2 separate regions of the Mus musculus genome follow, and region 1 is linked to region 2. A link is a contact called in public HiChIP or PLAC-seq data. All regions are on one chromosome and are shown on one strand. The core of a region is the stretch at or near the end of the contact, and the rest is flanking DNA. Distances in the headings are between cores, read along the strand shown. Region 1 overlaps Dusp10 (dual specificity phosphatase 10). Region 2 has its middle 30 kb from the start of Gm33973.

The links. HiChIP or PLAC-seq counts read pairs in DNA pulled down with a chosen protein or histone mark.
Region 1: an H3K27ac HiChIP or PLAC-seq map of VIP interneurons shows a contact between it and region 2, with 4 times the contacts expected there. The contact joins two enhancer-like sites. A contact is called at or near these places in 3 of 115 datasets of contacts at active chromatin or transcription factors (VIP interneurons, astrocytes and embryonic stem cells) and 2 of 9 other capture datasets (embryonic tail and embryonic trunk).

What each region holds. Positions count from the first base shown.
Region 1 is chr1:184,052,423-184,059,513 of GRCm38.p6, forward strand. All of the region lies in intron 2 of Dusp10 (dual specificity phosphatase 10), which reads left to right. Among named protein-coding and RNA genes, the nearest start is that of Dusp10, 22 kb to the left of the region's middle. Within about 2 kb of position 2,224, at least 17 of the 459 cell types and tissues checked have an H3K27ac peak or open chromatin away from gene starts, as enhancers often do. A contact at or near this core is called in VIP interneurons, where this site is marked.
Region 2 is chr1:183,579,880-183,586,577 of GRCm38.p6, forward strand. No RefSeq gene overlaps it. Among named protein-coding and RNA genes, the nearest start is that of Gm33973, 30 kb to the left of the region's middle. Within about 2 kb of position 1,487, at least 1 of the 459 cell types and tissues checked has an H3K27ac peak or open chromatin away from gene starts, as enhancers often do. A contact at or near this core is called in VIP interneurons, where this site is marked.

The sequences.
Region 1 (7,091 bases), core at 974-3,473, 470 kb after region 2:
GGCAGTGAGGCCAACGCTGTTGGGGATTGTGGTGGCTTTCTGTAAGAGTCAATCTTGGAGTCGCTGTCAGAGCTGTGTCAGAGCTGCATTGCAGTATTCTGAGATGAAAGCACCCAGTGTCTGCTTGAAGGCCCTGGTGGTGAGAGAACACCGTAGCACTTGGTAAGATAGCAAGACTTGTTTCCCTAACCCCATTTCCTTGGAGACAAGAGGCAGCCTTCACTCTAGTCTTACAAAATGATGTGGTCTTGGGAAGACTGCTTTAGACTGCAAGGCTTCCAGGTCAGCAGGAAGACCTGTGATATTTCTAGGCCCAAGACCTTCCCACCTTTGGAGGCCCCCTCTATTTCAACTCCTAGGTGTCACCTGAGGGGTGTGGTGGCCCAGCATGCTGGCCTCTTTCTTACAAGAAATTCTTGAATATTGATGTTGAGATTTTGTTCCAGTAAGGAAAGCACTGTGTGGGAAAACCCTAAGTAAGGGATTTGCATTACTTGGTCATTTGCATTGTTAGGATTCATACTTGTGGCGTGTCTCACTTTGTTTCAAAAATATGGTGTCATATCCAACAGCGCCTTTTCTGTGGACACCCCTGTTTGGATATTTTAGCCATGGTCTTGTATGGTTATTTTTGGTCTATTTTGTTTTGCTTTCTCCTTCCTGGCTTAAAATAGACAAGGTCCCCCCACCCCCACCCCCACCTCCAAGGCCATTAGTTTTTAGCTTTGCTCAGACTAGTCCAGTCCAGCAAAGCCTTCTTAGGTCACCAAGCTCCTAGAAAGTTTGACTCCTCAAGGCACGTGATAGGGCCACCCTGGAAAATGGGTTTCTAAGAAAAGAAAACTGTCATTACTTGGTGGGAGGGGTTCTACAAGAAACGGGAATGAAGCAAAGAGTATGAAGAGTTGTGAAATCTCCTGAAATCTGTTTAACCTGGTCTGGCCCTGGGCTCTCTGCACTCTGTCACCAACGCAGGCTTGCTTATTAGAAGTTTAATGGTGGCGATAGTCCAGCCAAATAACTGACAGTAGCTTTCACTGAGGGTGTCAAGCAGCTCCCTGCCCCCTCAGTAAGGGTGAGGATGGAATGTCAGCCTCAGTTTCTAAAAGAGATAGAACAGATGCTTAGAACTGACTGCCCTAGAGTTGGGTGCTCCCTTCCCCTGAGGTACTTCCAAATGTTTGCCTGTGGACTACAGGGTTCAGAGTACACCTTTCAAGACATAAGTATGTGCTACAGCCCTGTGAGAGAGCGAAGGATGTAAGAATCCCCTTCAGGAGAGAGGAAACTCTCGCCATTTAAGTCAAAACTATTAGGGGATAATCCCGGTGTCTTATTTACTTTTATTTTTGTGTGTATGTGTGTGTCTATATATGTCCACTTGTACATGCCTGCTCTTGGCTGTGTGTGTGTGTGTGTGTGTGTGTGTGTGTGTGTGTTCCTGTGCTTACCTGGTATATATCCAGCGAGCCCCTTGGATTCTCCTGTTTCTGCCTCCCAAGGATGGCTGGATTCTTCTGTGGGCATTGGATCTGAACTCACACTCTCATACTTACCCACTGAGTAAGCATTTTACCCATTGAGCTGTCTCTCCACTTCTTTGATAATGTGAGTTTAAGTGACCTGAAATGTAAATAACTAGCCTGCCAGTTCAGAGTTAATAAGACAAATAAGAGGGACTCGAGAATGCCTGATTGTAGAGCTGGTATTGTGGGAGAAACAGAGCCACTGGGTCAGTGAAGACCCTGTCCAAAGTATCTGTGATTGTTGATCCTATTTAGATGGAAGGGCTGCTGCCAGGTCTAAGGGCCAAACCAGACCTTTCTTAGGCATATGCCTGGGACAGAGCTCTCTATCCCACTGTGAGCACTTCTTGAATGCATGCTGACCTGAATTCAGGCAGGGCCTGTTTCCAGACCTCTCTCCGCCTGGGTGTCCCTCTTGACCATTTTTCCTCACAACTCTTTTTCATTCACTTCTGTCAACATTGCTCATAAGGGAAGTACAGAGATGGGAGCATGTGAGAGGAGGGACAGGCTAGAGGCCGCCAAATGTGACAGATCTTATTCTCAACCTCACCTATGGGCCTATTTGTCACATGTAAGGTCCAGCAACTGTTCTTTGCCTCTTCCTCAGCCTGGTACCAGCAGAGTTCATCTTCCCTGCACCAGCTTCCATGAGCTGTGACCCGTGGTGTCATCCAGGCGAGTCTCCCAGTGTTCTCAGAACATTCTGGCATTGATACTTCGCTACAGTTTTTTCTAATGTTTCCTCGTCCTCATCCCTTCTTTTTCTCTCCAATTAGATTTATCTTTGGGGACTATTTTTAATCTCCCAAATCCCTACCATAATGCGGAACAACACATAATTAATGGCTCTTTCTGGCTCATTCTGATGTTCATCTCATCTAAAAATATTTAACGAGCACTTGCTATTCAGAGCAGACGGTACAGCCTGAATGAATACAATTTCTCTGAATAACTCATTTAGTAGTGGTTCATTTAATTATTGTATCAACTCTGCTGCCCATTGATGCTCTACTTTACCCAGAAGTAAACTAGGATCTAAAGATGCCAAACAACCTTCCGGAGCCTGTACCGCAGAGGCGCAGGGCAGCCTGCCACCATTTCCCTGAGCAGACATGCCTTGCCACCTAATAGCACCTTTGCTTTCCTGGGCTCCACTTTTTTTTTTTTTTAATATTTTTTATTAGGTGTTTTCCTCATTTACATTTCCAATGCTATCCCCAAAATCCCCCATACCCTCCCCCCCCTCCCTTAACCACCCACTCCCACTTTTTGACCCTGGCGTTCCCCTGTCCTGGGGCATATAAAGTTTGCAAGTCCAATGGGCCTCTCTTTCCAGTGATGGCCGACTAGGCCATCTTTTGATACATATGCAGCTAGAGTCAAGAGCTCTGGGGTACTGGGTAGTTCATAATGTTGTTCCACCTATAGGGTTGCAGATCCCTTTAGCTCCTTGGGTACTTTCTCTAGCTCCATTGGGGGCCCTGTGATCCATCCAATAGCTGACTGTGAGCATCCACTTCTGTGTTTGCTAGGCCCCGGCATAGTCTCACAAGAGTCAGCTATATCTAGGTCCTTTCAGCAAAATCTTGCTAGTGTATGCAATGGTGTCAGCGTTTGGAAGCTGATTATGGAATGGATCCCTGGATATGGTCCATCCTTTTGTCACAGCTCCATACTTTGTCTCTGTAACTCCTTCCATGGGTGTTTTGTTCCCATTTCTAAGGAGGGGCAAAGTGGTCTTCGTTCTTCTTGAGTTTCATGCGTTTAGCAAATTGTATCTTATATCTTGGGTATCCTAAGTTTCTGGGCTAATATCCACTTATCAGTGAGTACATATTGTGTGAGTTCCTTTGTGATTGGGTTACCTCACTCAGGATGATGCCCTCCAGGTCCATCCATTTGGCTAGGAATTTCATAAATTCATTCTTTTTAATAGCTGAGTAGTACTCCATTGTGTAAATGTACCACATCTTCTGTATCCATTCCTCTGTTGAGGGGCATCTGGGTTCTTTCCAGCTTCTGGCTATTATAAATAAGGCTGCTATGAACATAGTGGAGCATGTGTCCTTCTTACTGGTTGGAACATCTTCTGGATATATGCCCAGAAGAGGTATTGCGGGATCCTCTGGTAGTACTATGTCCAATTTTCTGAGGAACCGTCAGACTGATTTCCAGAGTGGTTGTACAAGCTTGCAATCCCACCAACAATGGAGGAGTGTTCCTCTTTTTCCACATCCTCTGGACTCCATTTTTTAGCAATAATAAAAAACTAAGGATGACATTGATGATTTCGGATAGTGGCAGATGTTCTGATATGTGGTCAAGGAGTTAGCTGAGAGAATACTCATAATATCAGGAAGAGCCCTTCTGGGAGACCACAGTCACTGAGCCCTGCGTGCTGTCTGCTCTGCAATGGTTAGGATAGGATGGAATGTGGCCCTCAAGTGTCTATGTTTTGGAAACGATGTTTTCCCGACATGGTGATACTGCAAAGTTTGATACCTCATAGGAGGTCAACTTGTCACTGTCCCTGGTAGAGCATGAGACTGGTTTTGTGGAAACCTGACAGCAGAGTTGTTATTTAAAAAAAAAATGATGAGAAAAGAAGTGGGTAGTCCAGCCCAGCTGTTACCCTGGTTTTCTGTCCCCCCTATTTCCCATCCCAGCTGTGATGCCACCTGTCATGATGTGACACAGCCAAGGTGACCTTCACCAAAGTTAGCACCATACTGTAAGAGCTTTAGTCTCTGAAACTAGGAAGTAAACAAATCTGTCTTTGTATCCCGCCTCAATTACTTTGTAATGGGAACGGAAACAGATTCCTGCACCCTCCCCATATAGAATAATCCTGTGGAGGTTTCTTCTACTCCTTGAATAGTTCCTCAGCTGACAGCAGCAGCATGTCCTAACATTTCACTTGGAAATCATGTAAGATTCTCCCAGGCCAAAGGCTCAAATGCAGCAGAACTCCCAACTCCTGGTACTGGTTGCAAGTCCCAGGGTGTCACTGCACTTCTGACCAACTAGCTGGCAATAAAAGTTCTAGAACTCATTCTCTAGATTTGATTAATTTGCCATGACAGCTCACAGAAATTGGAGAAACATTTAGTGAATTTGCTTAATATAAAGGATATTATAAAGCGTGCACATGAACAGGCAGACAGCAGAGCCATGTAAGACGATGTGCAGGTCTTGTGTCATATGTAGGCATGCTATCCCTCCAGTCACTTCCACATGGCCCAGCCATCTGGAAACTCACCAAACCTTGTTCTTTTGAGTTTCTATGGTGTTTTCATTAAGTCTGAATGATTGATGACATTTTTGGCCATAGGTGAGCAATTCACTTTCATCTTCTCTAGATCAAGATTGAGGGCTAGAGCCGAAATTCCCTAGCCTCTAACCCTGCTTTCTACTTTCTGGTATCACTTCCATCTGGAAGGTGTTAAGGGCTCCCAGACTGCCACTCACCTTGTTGGCATACAAACAGTCACTCTTATCTCTTTGGAGATTGCCAGGGTCATCTGGGTGTGCGTTGCTTAGTATCACAGTATCACACTGAGGGAATGACTTGAAAGAGTGGTTAAACACAGAGAGCCTTGGAATAGATCATTGATGTCTCACACCTTACCAACGGACTGTTCTTGCTGTGACTCACCTCTGTCTGCTTTGTGTTGTAGTAGGGCTTTGTTGAGCTTAAGGAGTGCTCGAGGGGTGGGGTCAGGAGGGAAGAATGAAAGAATTAACCAATGAGCTTGCATCCAAGAGGTTGGCAATAAATGTCATAAGCAAGAAGCCGAGTCCCTTTAGTGTGGAAAGAAGAGCTACTCTGTGATTCCCTGCCCTCAGGAGGTCTTCCCCCCGCTGTACCATGTTGGATATGGCCTTCAGGGAATGTGCCTAGGAAGTCCGACGGTGCCAGAGGTGGAGTGCAAACAGGGTCAGGTTTCTGTTCTTCCCTCCTGGGCTGCAGGGATGGTTACTGGGATGGTTCTCCAGTAACCTTGAGCTTATGTTTATAATCTATGATCCCACTCCAGACCAGCAGGCTGTATTGGTTGGACCATAATGTGGTCTACCAGATGGGGACACCTCAGCTTTTGACCCGTTACTATATCCTGGCACTACAACAACCACCTCCAGAGGTTTCCAGACCCTTTCTCCTATCTCTTCGTGGGAATGGAGACCATGCCTGGTTTCAGTTTGACCTTGCAGAGCTCAGCCATTGCGGGTGATTTGACTTTGGCATGTGGCTGCAGAGGCAGCTCCTGCCTTCCCTTCCAGGCAGTTGATGGTTAATATACTTATCGTTGCTAACTATTCTTGCCAAATATAGACTTATAGCTCTGACTTACAGAAGTCAGAAGTAGAAGCTGTTGCGATATATTTTTTGCGGACTGAAAACATTGGCTAAAGAAAGCATTCCAAATTGTGATAGGAGCAGTGGCGCTTCTCCCATCTCGCTTCCTGAATTCCCCAGGCCAAAGCCCTTTGACCTGCAGATCATTACAAAATCCATGGCTGTAAACGCTGTTGTTTGAGTGTGGGGTTTCCTTCAAAACAAGTTGAGTGGCTTACGGATTTGACTGGCCAGTTCTGTTCATCACCATTAGGCATGGGTCCCAACCCCAGTCTCCATTGTAACCCTCGTCTTTTCCTCCCCTCTCCTGACCATAGATGACTTTTTTGTTTGTTTGTTTGTTTTTTTGTTTTTTTTTTTTTTGTTTTTGAGACAGGGTTTTTCTGTATAGCCCTGGCTGTCCTGGAACTCACTTTGTAGACCAGACTGGCCTCGAACTCAGAAATCCGACTGCCTCTGCCTTCCAAGTGCTGGGATTAAAGGTGTCACCACCGCCCGGCCCATAGATGACTTCTGATGACTTTCTCTGAATATAATTTCCAGTGGGAATGCTTCATGGTAGAAGAATGTAGTCTTTTGAAGCTTGCCCTTGATGTTTCTAGAGATTTATTGGATTTTACTTAAATCCCATTGGGAAACATATTTTCGCTGTGAAGTTGTGATGTGTTTAATTTGGGGTATAAGATAAATATGGTCCTGGGGTGGAGGGATACATGGATAGTGAAGTAAGTTTTTCTTTTGTGCCATGCGCTGGTTTAATGAGTAGCTTTATCTGTTTGCTTAGCTATGTTTGATTATTTAGGCTTCTTCTGCCTGAAAAGTAAAGAATATTTGCCCTGCCTTCAGAGAATTAAATGAGCAGCATAGAGTATGTGGCTCACTCTTGGGAAAAATATGACTTTGTTTAATAGCACTACACTATTAACATTCTTCCTCTTCAGCTTTGCAGTGCCATCTCAGTGTGTCCCCCCATCCCTTCCCCTCTTGATTAACCAGAGAATGTAGGGTTTCCCAAACACACAAAAGGTCTCCAAGGAAAACAGTTCTTGGCTCAGAAAGATACCTCAGGGTGAGCTTGAGCCAGGTCTTGTCCATAATGAGGTTGAGGGATTCTTCTGAGAAAGGATAACTTTTGTGAGTGCTGCCGGCGAAGAGAAGGTTCTACATGCTTGCTTCTTATGGCTTGCCTGGTGGGTTAGGCAGCC
Region 2 (6,698 bases), core at 237-2,736:
GTCTGCCCTGTCCCCACTGTCTATTCATACCCTCATGGGAGATGTTCTGGGCTTCATGCCTTCCATCTTTCCCTTTGCTTAGTCTGCCCACTAGTCTCTCTCTCATCCTTAAGTGTGCTGAGCCTGCATCCTACTTGGGGGGCTTTGTGCTGCTGGATATCTCTCTCCTTCCAGGAGGCCACCTTGTTCAGCATCTCCACCTGGATCCCCCTCTGAGGACTTTTTTTTCTTTTTCTCTTTTTCCTACTTAATTACACCTATAGAAGTTTCAGGATTTTTGTTTTTTTGTTTTTTTTTTAAATCACAGTTCAATTAATTTATTTTAGTTGTTGTCTTCCCCATTGACATTAATCTCAACAATAGTTTAGATGGTTAATATTAAAATATATATAGTGATTATTTGATATATACAATAACTATATATTATATAATCACCATATATAATATATTCATGTGTGTGTGTGTGTGTGTGTGTGTGTGTGTGTGTGTAAGCATGCATGTAGCAATCAGAGGACAAGTTACAAGTGTTGGTTCTCTCCTCCCACACCATGTGACTCTCCCTGGGATTGAATTTAGCCCTCAGTCTTGGTTGCAAGCACCTTCACCCTCTGAGTTAGCTTGCTGGCCTTTGCATTCGGAATATTTAGCAATTAAAACTTAAATAATCAGAATGGACATTTGTTGTATGACTCCTAGAAATTGGCTGTCTAGTAATTTCTTCACGTATCAATACTATTTGTGTTCGACACATGCAAGGTTCTATGCATGTAGCTCTACCTGTTTCCATTGTGTTGATGCTTGCGAATCAACCTTGGCATCACTCTCCAGCAGCATTCACAGTAATTGGTGATTGTTTTGAGGTTAAAGACCTTGTTAGGCGGACTCCGTTTCTTCTGGGCAAATGCATCTTACAGGCTATTTCTCTTTTCTTAATTTGTTACTACTATAGGCCATTGAACCAGAAAGACATTTACAGTTATTTTAAATTTTGGGAAATTAACTTTAAATATGGCAGATGAGCCTGCTGGTTTATACCTTCATCGCAGCTTTTAGGCAGAGGCAGGAGGATCAGGAGCCCAGAGTTATCTTTGTGTACACAAAGAGCTTGAAGATACACTGGAGCACATGAGATCCTGTCCTCATGTTTTTGTGTGTATGTGTGTGAAGTCTGTGCATGTGTTTGAGTGTGCACATCTACAAATGCATGGATGCCAGAGGAGATCCAAGTGTCATCCTCCATCACTCTCAGCCCTTGGAGACAGGTATCTTACTTTAGTGGAGCTAGGATGGCAGCCAGCAAGACGCAGTGATCTTGTCTTTCCCCACAGCTCTGGGATACAGGGATGTGAGGCCACACCTAGGTTTTAACATGGGTGCTGGGGATTCAAACTCAGGTCCTCACGCTTGTTCAGCAAGCTCTCTAAGCTGTAGAGTCATCTCCCCAGCTGCAAGAATCCCTTTTGAATGTTTACTCCGGGACACGAATTATATGCCAAGCTAACAAAATGGAACAGGCCAGGGTAGTGAACGAGATGGGCAGCTGCTGTCCCGGGGTCTAGTGGGGAAACAGCTCTTTACCCAGCTTCATCTCAGTTTGACAAACTCTGTTTTCATAGGCTATCTATCTGCTGCTTCCTTCCTTCTCCACCTGCTTTTTATTTTGAATAAAAACCAGTTATGGTTTCAGTAGTTGCCTCCTCTGCCATCAAAGAGACAAATCGATCAGAAAGATGAATGCAGAACACATTGTCTTCATTCCATCTGTGTTACCCAGTGGGATGATAGGGACACATTGCTGAACACTGTCCTCAAATGTCAGATCTGTTCCACCCAATTTCCTTCATGTGAGATGTTCATCAGATAATTGAGGCCTCTGCCAGGCTTGGAATCTCTTTGGCTCATTATCTAGAATCACTTCAATTCCCTTTCCCAAGAGAAACCAGACTTTTATTGTTTAAAACAAATCCAGCTCACAAAATAACCCCACGGAAGACCTGAACTCGTTGAAGAGGCACATCAGATGTTCATGCAGTTTTCTGGGTGGTAACTGAATCTCCTTCAACGATGCTGCGGCTGTAGAGTGGACAGGGCAGAAGCAGGTGGCTTAGGTTTACTTTGAAATGTGCTGGTGGAGAGAAAGAAGAGACTTAGACCTTTGTCCTGTAGATCATGCCAAACTCACACAAAGGAGGAGCACTGGACATTTAGCCTGAGCTCTGCAAAGTACAGAGGAGACCCATTCTAGCCTGTGACCTCTGGTACTTGAGCAGTATTTGATGGAGCAATAGCATGAGCTTGTCCAGAGCTTTGGACAATGGTCCACCTCTTGTGCACCTGCCAGCCTCCCCATCACATTTCTTCTGGCTCCTTCTACATAAGCTGCATCCTAGGATTGGCTCCCTGGCTCTTTCCTTCTCCCTCCCTTGCTTTCTCCCTCTCCCTCTGCTTCTCTCTGTCTTCTATCTCTCTGCCTGTATCTCCCTCCTCTCTTGACTCCATTCCCTAGTTCTTCTCTGTCTCCTGACTCTCTATTTTCCACACACTCTCTCTTGGTTTTTCTTTTTTCTTTGGAACTCTGTAAGGAATAGAAACACTAGTCATGTTACTTAACCAGGAAGGCTACTCTCACCTTCCACTTATCAGTCACAAGTTTCTGGAGCTAGGAGAGTGTGAAGATGTCTTTTCTTCCATCTTCCTGCCTTTAGGTGGTACCTTGACCAGATCATCATAGGTGAGGGCCTAACAGCCTTATCTATAAGCACACATGAGGTTGTCACAATATTGATTTATTGGAAAACAAATCCTGTCACCTAACTGCAAACTTTCACAGTTGTGCTATGAGTCTATCCCTGTGAATTTTGTCTCTACTGTTAAAATTATCCTTAATGTATACACAAAAGATACTTTATGGCAGTAGTCTTCAACCAGGGGAGGTGTTGTCTTCTGGAGACATTCAGCCATGACTGCAAAGGACAATGGTGAGGATACCACTGGCATTGAGTGTCCAAGCTTTGGAGCTCATCCATAGCTATCCTGAGATACATACAGTGCATGGGCAGTGCGATGGGTGTGCCTGAGAGAGAGAAAAGGCTGATAGCACAGCTAAATATCCCCCAATGCCCAAGAGCATCCCCCAGAGAAGAACGTCAGGACTCAAACTGTCAGTGGTGCTGATGTTGAGAGAAACTCTGCTCTTCAGTAAAGAAAGCTTTAGTTTTTTTTCCCCCTTAGAGATGAAGAAGAAACAAAGGCCGTCCTTAATATAACTCTGATTACTTAGTGGCCGTGTTGTAAACTTGCTGAACACAGCTTCTTTTGTAGGCCCTTTGGTTTCCACTCCTCTCACTGTGAACACCTCTAATGTCACCTCTATTCCCTGTCTACGACAAGGGCTGGCTAGTGGATGTTCAATTAATGACAATATGGTTGTATGAACAATTTACTTACTCATTTGCTAAAGAAAATCAATTTTAAAAGCCTTTGAATATATCAACAGCTGCAGCTATGCCGCTGAGTTCTGTGGTTGCTTCTCTTGGTCGGGGATGATGATAACTGAAGAAATCCAGCTTTCTCGTGCTCCAAGTCGGGTGTCCTGATTGCCCCAAGTGGGGCTTTTTCTCACCAACCTTGACTTTCTGTGAAAATTAGCACACCAGGATCAGACAGGAGGAATGCATCCCTAAAGTTTCCTGATTGACAGTTCAGAGTCCCTTTCTTTCTTCATAAAAATAAGGTGCTCTGAAGAAGCAAGTGGCTCTCAAAGTGTCCCCAATGTGTTAGCTTTCCCATGTGCCATGAGTGGAGTCCACTGTGCTCTGAGGTATGGCATGGCCAGTGACCTCTGCATTCCTCCCAGGGCTTCTGAATGGAATGGCATCTTGTATACTGCACCAAGGAAGCAGCTTGCTGTTCTCACATTAGCGAGATGTCTTTGTGAGATATTTGGGAGGAAGCCATTAGAATCAGCACTAAGCAGATTCATCAATAGCACCAGTGTGGAATTATAACTCCCCGCGTCTGTTGACAAACTTAACTCTGTTTGGAAGTGAATGGGTGTGTGCACACATGATGGGATGATGCTACACATGTGTTACACACCACAGCTTGGCTCTTTAAATCCCAAGCACATTTTACAGATGTCCATTCACTTCGTCTTATGAGAGTCTTGTCTTTTCCCACTAAGAGATTATTTTGTTGAACCTCAAAGCATGTTTCAGCAACATTAAAAACAAACAAACAAACAAACAAACAACAAAACCCTGGCTCCTCCCCATCCCCACCAAAGCAAGAGGTTTTGCGTGGCTGTTTATGTGGGAAGTGAAGGTCTTCACCTGGACAGTAGAGGCATGGAGCAAGTTCTTTCTCAAACCCTAGCTTTGGTTTCCTTTGTGGACAAAGCCAGAGGTGAGCAGAGAACACAGAGAAGTAATCCCAGCCAGTGATGGGGATAGCCCTCAGGGAGTCATCCCAAGCAGTGATGGGGATAGCCCTCAGGGAGTCATCCCAGGCAGTGATGGGGATATCTCTCAGGGAGTCATCCCAGGCAGTGATGGGGATAGCCCTCAGGGAGTCATCCCAGGCAGTGATGGGGATAGCCCTCAGGGAGTCATCCCAGGCAGTGATGGGGATATCTCTCAGGGAGTCATCCCAGGCAGTGATGGGGATAGCCCTCAGGGAGTCATCCCAGGCAGTGATGGGGATAGCCCTCAGGGAGTCATCCCAGGCAGTGATGGGGATAGCCCTCAGGGAGTCATCCCAGGCAGTGATGGGGATAGCCCTCAGGGAATAATCCCAGCCAGTGACAGGGATATCTCTCAGGGATAGGGGCTCTGCTCTTCAAGTCAGAGCTTCAAAGCAGCTTGCTGTTGACTGTTCTTGTTCACACACGAAGCCCTGCAGTCATCACAATGCCCAGGAGGCTGTCAGGGTGCGGAAACCAGCATGAAGATGGGAAGTTGGCCATAGACCTTGGTTTGGGGCCTTTTCTATCATAACCCAGTCTCTTGGGTTTCAACTTTGTGTACATATGTGAACTAGCCGGGCAGATGGCAACCCAGGATCTCCTGGTTCTGATACACCTCTTCCATCAGTCATTTTCTAACCTCTGGAACTATTCCATGGAGATGACACATCTGGCAGCCATCCAACAGTCTCTCCTGACCGCCTCAGTCCCTGAAAGGCTGACCATCATTCATTGTTACTGAGAACGCTCATTTACTGCGTCCTGTAAGTTTTGGACTCCCCCAATACAAGCAACAACATGGCCTTTAATTTTTAGAATTATCTTTGGTTACAATCTCACACGTGTTTATCACTGTCTTCCCCATGTGACATTCCCTCTTTGATTCCAATGCATGGCTAATGTCACTGCCACGAGGGTTCTGTCAATTATCTAGTGGAACCCCTCCCCCTCAATCTAATTTTCATTGCTCTTATTTGATTGGGAATTTCTTGAATCTTGGGACTCAATTCTCAGTAATTAATTTATTCCTTCATTAAACATTTTGTTCAGGGTCCATGGAGCTGATAAATCACATCTGCCCTTAGGAGTTTGAAGCCCATTGAGAGGAAGATGTGGGAATCAGAGATGGAGAGATTCTTCTCTTCTTATTGAAAAAACTGCTGGGACAGTCCAGCTTTGGGTCGGTAGCCAAGTGCCTTCTCTCTTACCATTGGTGAAACAAGTCAGTCGCATGACATATATGTGACTCCTCTCAAATGAAGGATCCCTAAGAAAACAAACATAAAAATATGCATAGAGGTAAGGAATGGACTGATGGCTGCTCAGGCTGGGTGACTCATGGTAAATGCTCGAGGCGCGCTGTGACTGTCACTTGTGAATTCCAGCACTCTGCCACATCTCCAGTTTACTCCCTGGAGGCACTGCTTCATCTGAGGTCCTTGTTCCTGCCAAGCCCCAGTCTTCTCAGGCTGCAAGTGATGGAAACATGTAGCCTGTTTTCTAATGCTGCCTATTTCCTGCCCATAGGGAGGCAGAACAACTGTGTAGCCTTTCAAAACCAAACCAGTCCGAGTGATAGACATAATAGAGATAAAATATAACAAAAATACATAATGTGGAGGGGAGCCACACTTCCCAACATTCTCTAGGCAGTGAATGGTTGCTGAGGTTGGAGGGAGGGAAAGTGGTACCCATGGACCTACAAATCACCCTCACGCATGCTGACGAAACGTACTGGTTTGCAGTGGAAGAGACGTGAGAGTTGAAGAGATTCACTGAGAGGAGTGGACCAGCAGGAGTGTGAGGGGACTCGGGAGTAATGGAGTTGATGTAATCAAAATATGTTATCTGCTTACATGAAAATGTCATGAGACCCACTGTTATGGATAATTAATGTTAATTAATGTTAATTAAGAGCTAAGGGGGCTGAGGAGGTGACCTGTGGGTAAGAGCACTTGCTGCATAAGCAAGAGGACACGGGTTCAAATCCCTCTCATTAAAAAAATCTGAATGGTGCCAGGCATAGTGATGTGGCTGTTAGTCTCAACACTCTGGAGGGAGATGCACGTGGATCTACATGGGTTCTACGCTAGCCTGGTCTACAGAGAGAGTTCCAGGACAGCCCAGGGCTACATGGAGTAATCCTGCCTCAAAAAAACCAAAGGTGGGAAAATCTGGCTGAATGTGGCTGTGCCTATACTCGTAATCTTAGTATCATGGGGAACAGAGCAAGGGC